2 separate regions of the Gasterosteus aculeatus genome follow, and region 2 is linked to region 1. Evidence: chromatin contacts called from public Hi-C data. All regions are on one chromosome and are shown on one strand. The core of a region is the stretch at or near the end of the contact, and the rest is flanking DNA. Distances in the headings are between cores, read along the strand shown. Region 1 overlaps mideasb (mitotic deacetylase associated SANT domain protein b). Region 2 has its middle 6.0 kb from the start of crip2.

Region 1 (3,319 bases), core at 280-2,779:
CCTTGTATCGCCATTATTTTTATTTATTTATTTTATTTGTATATCGCTTTTTATTGTACTCAAAGACACTTACATTGAAATAATCAAACATTAAAAAAAAGAAAGAAAAGAAAAATTGACCTTTTCTACAACGAACTGCTTCATCGAGGAGAAAAATCCCAGCGCGGTAAACAAAATATGGCGACAGGTGTAAATGAAAGAAAACAGAAGCAATAAACAAAGTAACATTACAGTAAGAATCAGTAAGAAAAAGGGAGTTTGTGCACGTTGGCAGCTTCAATTTGAACTCAAAATTCACTAGAACTATTGATTTTACATAAAGAGACACTGTGTCTTTACTGAGACGGATCACGGTTGTTTTGTCTCAGTTTAGATTCCTTGATATTTTGCACTGAAGTTTAAATATTTCACATTCTGAGCATGATTTGGTTGAAATGATTATCACAAAATCAAAAGGATTCATTTCACTTTCAAATGCAACATAATAAAGAAATTAAAATCCCAGTTCTTAGTTTGTCAAGTATCTTAACTTAAATTCAGAATTTGTGGTAATATAGAACAATTGCCCATCGCTCTATGCTGTGATGCCATAAATTATTTTGTCCACATTGTAGAATGTCATATATATATTATATATATATATATATATATTATTATATATATATTAATATAGTAAACTGGGTAGAGGAGATGCTTTCCTCTTTTTCAGCTCAACACATTTATTCAAACCAATAATAATATGTATAACTTTAGCGGTTTTACGAGACTGCAGCAATGCTGCCCCCTTGTGCAGCTTCTCCTCTGAAGCATTTAGCAACAATGTCGACAACTTAAAAAAAAAACACTCCAAAAAGATTCTTGAAGATTCTAAAATTTTAATATACAGTGCTTTGTAAATCATTACTAAAAACAAAAAGGTGGTAAAAATCAAATTGAAACCAATAAGTTACACGGTAATAAAATGCACTGGAGATTCCTTTTCATGTTTCCTCATTAGTGTGAACCCCATGTATGAAAATAGCATAGAAAGTATGCAAACGTAGAATTTCATTCTGATATATTTGTGTCTAACTTTTTAGCTAAATAAAACATTTGTCCGCTTCCAATTCCCTTTAGCAACTGGATGAAATAAGGAAAGTTTACAGCCGTGCGTTTATCTCAACAGCCTCCATTTCATCTAGAATTCTGCTTTTTTTTAAACTTCTCAAAACAGCTTGAAAAATCATCTTGGTGGCGACAATGACGACTTCAAGACAAGCCCAAATAAAAAGGAAATATAAATACACATGTCGCAAACAGTCTGCAAAAACCTTTTCTTTTCCTCCTCTTGACTGGCTTTGACCCCTTTCACACACGCACGTACACGCACACACACACACACACACACACACACACACACAGTCTGTGCATAGACACCGTTTTTTGCGGAGTAACCGGTATTTGGAGCACCCCCCCCCCCCCCCCGAACTTCCCCTCTGTGGTTGAACTTCCCCTCTGTGGTTTGTCCTGGAAAGGAAAACTACCCTCTAACCCACTCGTCGCTGTGATAACAGCAGCTGGCTCCGGGCCCCCGGGCGCAACGCAGAAACACGCAGCAGAGATCACAGAAACAAAGTCGACCGCAGATACACACGACATATTTACAGTCCACTTCAGACGTTCGGATTTGTTTCCACCCCCCCAACTGCATTCAAACGTTGGCCACGTTGGCCCCGGAGTTTGTTGCAGAGTCACGCTGCCCTTCAGTAAACCGCTGACCCGCATGGCCGAGGTTTCGACACAGCGTCAGTGTCACAACAATCTGAACACAGGCTCGGAAACAAGACGGACTCCACTCCAATACTTTCCTGGCATAATATTTTTCAATTTAGACTCCCTGAATATCAGCAAACTGGGAATTTATATTTGTGAATGTAGAATTCTGATAACAGCACTCAAAACCCCCCACTAGTTTGGCAGAAAATAAATATTCTTTCTTTCTTAGGACAGTAAACTATTTACTGAATTATTTAAAGACTGTGGGAAAAGTGTGTAAGTAAGAAGATATCTTCAAAACATTAAAAACACTAGTTTAAGTTTACAGGAAAGAATTCTTCTCTTCCTCTAAATGGAGCTTTGTTGATTTCAATAGTTACTGACATTTGATATGTGGTTGTAAAAAATAATAAAATAATTAGAGATATATATCACGTTTCATTTAAAATCTCCTTAATAAGGTTTCAGTTTGGTTCATAGGTGGGGGGGGGGGGGGGGGGGGGGGGGGGCTTCTGCTGCTGTCTTAATGTTTTTACCAGCCAATTGTTTACTGGAGCTAAACCTTCATGTTAGTGGTCACGTCATCATCTGCCTGAGATCACTTTCCAAAACACGTGTTGAATTTTTCTGTGCAGTTTGTTGTATCCATGGAGACCTGTAGTCTGCAACAGTCGGTGCCTCCTATCGGTTACAGGGTTGACAACAAGGCATCCTGAGAAGCAAGGGGGGGGTGTCAAGTTGTTCTATTGCACATACATTTCTTCATTTCTAGCTTCCAAGAAGATGTCACAGTTATAAACAGGCAGCAATTAGCATTGTTTTTTGTTTTTCTATTTAAATAAAAAGAACGGTAGCAAGAAAAAAAAAAATGCTATGGACAAGAAAGAAAATAGCGCTTAATTGAATTGCAGCCCAGATCAGAATGATATAATAATAATAATAATAATAAATGATAATCAACAGGAATATTCACAAAAACAATAACCACATATAGCAACACAGGCATTAAAAGTAACGTCTACCTGTTTATACATTTATAAAAAAACAAGTGTAAAATTGATTGTCATTTTAAGATAAAAAGCATTACAACATCCAAGGCATCAACAGTGAGGAACAAACTGGGAACTATAGAAAAGTGACACGAACAGAGGGGCGATTCACAAAACAAAAGGACAACGCTCAGATGGGGGGGGGGGGCTCATTTAGTGCACATCATGCGTCTGAGAAAAGCTTTTCGGCAGCTTTGAGTGCAGGAGGGGCGTCAAAACAGTTTGTACGTGCCACCTGTCCGTCTGTGTCCGTCCGAGAGCAGAGGAACTCGCTGCACCCCCCCCGCCCCCCAGCTGTTCAGTGTTCACATCAAACAGATCCCACTGGGAGGCAGCTTAAGCGCGCGCGTTGCGGTTCACCGCGAGCGGATACAAAAGGCTCCTTCACGGAGGAGGGCGTGGCGAGCGATGGCTTTGATTTGAGCCCTGTGACCAAGGGAGGTAACACTTGAGAAGCTGCTTTGCAAGCAGAGTAAAGGGGGCGTCGGGAAGAGCGCGTACCACGCGGTCAGCCG
Region 2 (3,319 bases), core at 385-2,884, 54 kb before region 1:
ATGTCAAGGCTCCAGGCCATGACGGCAGAGGAGAACGTGTCCAGAACGTTTAACCGCTGTAGACCTGCAGAGAATAGATGCTGTTCTGCCTGCATGCTCGCCTGCTTCTCTTAAAGCACCTTAAACAGGACGGGGTCTGGTGTTTTCCATTACATTAGATGACATTTAGCTGACGCTTTTATCCCAAGCGGCTTACAATGAGTGCATTGCTACCATAGGGATACAAACTCAAAAGAACAATTTTTAATTTAATCAAATAAGCTGATTTACAACTTGCTATAAGAGCCATTATAAGTACAATTCAAGTGCTACAATTTGTTAGTCTTTTCAGTCAAGGTAGTTTGCGCCATTTCCTTTCCGATGTTCGCATAGGGGCATAGGAAGAGAGGGAGCAGATGTTGCTACGAAGTTGGACAGGAGGATGTCCAGTTCTTCCAAGAAATGACCCAAAGAGCCTGGCAGACGGTAGAAAACAACTATACTGTATTTAATTGTACCGGGTGAGTACAGTGCAGCACCGGCCGTGTTCAAAGGGTTCAATTAAGAGCTTTACTGGAACAAAACCTTTTTCATATGCTGAATGTGGCCAGTTTGTTTTATTGCGTATGGCAGAGAGGAAATGTCCTGCCCACATGGAAGAAACAGACTTGGGTTTATTGCTGAGGTACAGAAAATGTTTCAAGAGCTGAATGTTTTATTGTGAAAATGGGCTCCAGAGATGAACAGCGAGTGATATTATTTGTGGACATACTTCATCAGTTTGAGTACATATGAAAGCGAAAGCAGTTTCTCTTGGGGATTTAAATTTGAGATACTTCTGACCCAACTTCAATGCCATAGTTGTAAGAGGTTTGAAGTTGAAGCATAGTCACATCAAAAAAGGATTTAAATTATACCCAGCAGTAATCAGTCCATTTACTCACACATACTCAACAAATGGGAAATTGAATGCATTATCTTTTTTCATAGTTCAGCAGCAGTGGCGATGCACGGGGCAATAAAATCTCTGCAAACCGACGTTTGCAGAGATTTCCCTCCATGAATCAGAGGCCATCCGCGCGTTCTTATAGTTCCCCGAAATGACGGGTTGTATACGTGGTCATATTTACGGATTTCCTCCGACAAAAGCTCTTCAATCTGAACCATTCTCTCGTGAAAAATCTCCGTTTTAATAATGGCGGTATTATGCTATGAAACCGTAAATGTGAGACTCCGGAAAGGATGTAGTCAGCAGACCAATCACAGCCTTGCGGGCTGCGTAGCTTTTGATGCTAGTCTAGAAGTCTAGAAAAATCCGTCGACGCACGCAAGGGGCATGCAAGGGGCTTTTGCGTGTGCGTGTCCTTGCGTCGCTATAAAAATGCAGAAGCATAAACTAGGCTTAACACGGCGGCGTCCTGCGCGTATATACAGCGTTAGAATGTAGCTAACTAGCTAGCTAAACATCCCGTTGTAGAAGTCTCTACAGAAGCGTCATGCGGCTTCCCTTTCACGCCGGTCCGTTTTCTGATTGCGAGGTCAGGCTGGGTCCACCTGTTTTACCTCTACTTTGTCCGGCAAAGTTCTTCTCTCGTACAGAGTTCGGGTCTTCTTGGAAGGACACTGCCGGTGGTCGCTCTTGTTATGTTGTCAACCGGCGCATCACGAGACTCGCCCTGACGAGAGCGCAGTGTAAGGTGGCGAAGGGCTGGCCCAAATCTCAATGGATTTAGCTGAAATTATAATGTCACTCATTAACTTTATCAGTGATTGGCTAACTGCTTCTTAGACCCGCCGCCAATGGGACCCGGTCCGAGCCCAGCCGAGACAAGCGTAGAGGACGTGAAGGAAATGCATACATTTTCTTGGGGTGGTCTGATAAATAACCTTTTAAATCTCATTTCAATCCGGAGAGACTTGTTGAAATTTGAACAATGCTTTATTATAACATGCATAATATTGATATTGCAAAGTTGTTTGGGGGTTGGACTCCATCCTGCCGCAGGATAGACCAGAGGCCGGGATCTCGAGCCGAGATGAGGCATATCCCCCCCCTTTGGGAGTCCAGACACTGGTGGTGGTGGTAGAGCCTAAATTGCACCAATCTCCTGATATGCCAGGTTCTGCTGTAGATTGGAGGTGGTGGCGGGTCACCTTTGGTGCGTACTGAAATGCCAACTGATAGGAAAAGACAGCAGTTTTTAACGTTTGCCTGCACCAATGCAATTGATTTACGGTAACGACACCCACGTCTGATACTACCCGACCCCGCCACAAATCAGCTGGCCGTGCGCCCCCAGGGAGAGAGGAGGCCACCAGGGAACGGCACAGAACTGTCCGGTCTTCCTGACTGAATTTTCACCTAATTTAACCTGTAGTAAGGAGACTTAATTATTTTTTGGTTAAATTCAAGCTAAACGCTTAATGTGCAAATAACTTCCTTATCACTCTACAGAATTTAGACGTGTGTACCCGTATTAACATTATTGCTGACAGTACGGTAATTGTCACGACCTGCCTCTAACAGCCATGACCTAAAACAGGAGACGCAGCAAGTTGACCAAAAGATGAAGTCTTTATTTCACGTTAGATCTCGGCGGGACAATCCACATCCGATGGCTTCCGACGAGGCGCGGAGTGATCAGTCACCCAAGTTGCCAGGAAGGCGGCGCTTTAACCTGGCGCACCTGGTGTCGCCACTTAGCACTCTCCAGCAACCTGCCGTTAAAAGAGACACACACACAAGTAACACAGTAGGGAACCGTCACAGTAATCTATATCAAGAAAGCAAATTAGTGTATTTGCCAAGATTTGAAAGAACATTTCTGTGAAGCTGTCTCCACACTGCATGATTGACACAGATGTGAGTCAATACTGCTGATTGATGCTCCGTCAGCGATGCTCACACTGCACATCCACCACTGATGCATCCGCTGAGTAAGACGGCGTCTCCGGGACGTATCGATCATTATCAGTTTTACTTAAACAGCATGATGCTGCAGAAAGGGAAAAACCTTGATTGGTCAGACATTCTGACTGCCAAAGGGTCGTTAGTGTGGTCATACAAAGAAGGTAAAAGTATTCCATTTACTGATTTAAGTAGCTTAATAAAAGTGGTTCAGTCGTTAAAGACAATTTCATGCATGTTGTCTGTGTTTAAAGTCTAACTCCCATGTGTGTCACTGAAAGGAAGCTCTGAGAAGGAGGGTTACAGCATAGATAGAGACATAAAAAAACTACTAAAAATTCTGCTAGCTGCCTCGACAACACACTCTCTCTCAACGGGACGTCAGAACCCTCACCGTGTGTTTTCAACAAACACGGTGCGCAATATTTCAGC

Evidence for each region. Hi-C and Micro-C count contacts between places; a contact is called where the count stands out from the background.
Region 2: a contact with region 1 is called in a Hi-C map of whole body, with 2.6 times the contacts expected there. The contact joins two enhancer-like sites. A contact is called at or near these places in 2 of 6 Hi-C or Micro-C datasets (skeletal muscle and whole body).

Annotation. Positions count from the first base shown.
Region 1 is chr15:11,852,186-11,855,504 of fGasAcu3.hap1.1, reverse strand. It overlaps mideasb (mitotic deacetylase associated SANT domain protein b), which reads right to left. Exons shown (of 13, transcript XM_078089665.1): 13 at 859-3,319. Among protein-coding and RNA genes, the nearest start is that of crip1, 15 kb to the left of the region's middle. Within about 2 kb of position 1,529, at least 1 of the 9 cell types and tissues checked has open chromatin away from gene starts, as enhancers often do.
Region 2 is chr15:11,906,341-11,909,659 of fGasAcu3.hap1.1, reverse strand. No RefSeq gene overlaps it. Among protein-coding and RNA genes, the nearest start is that of crip2, 6.0 kb to the right of the region's middle. Within about 2 kb of position 1,634, at least 1 of the 9 cell types and tissues checked has open chromatin away from gene starts, as enhancers often do.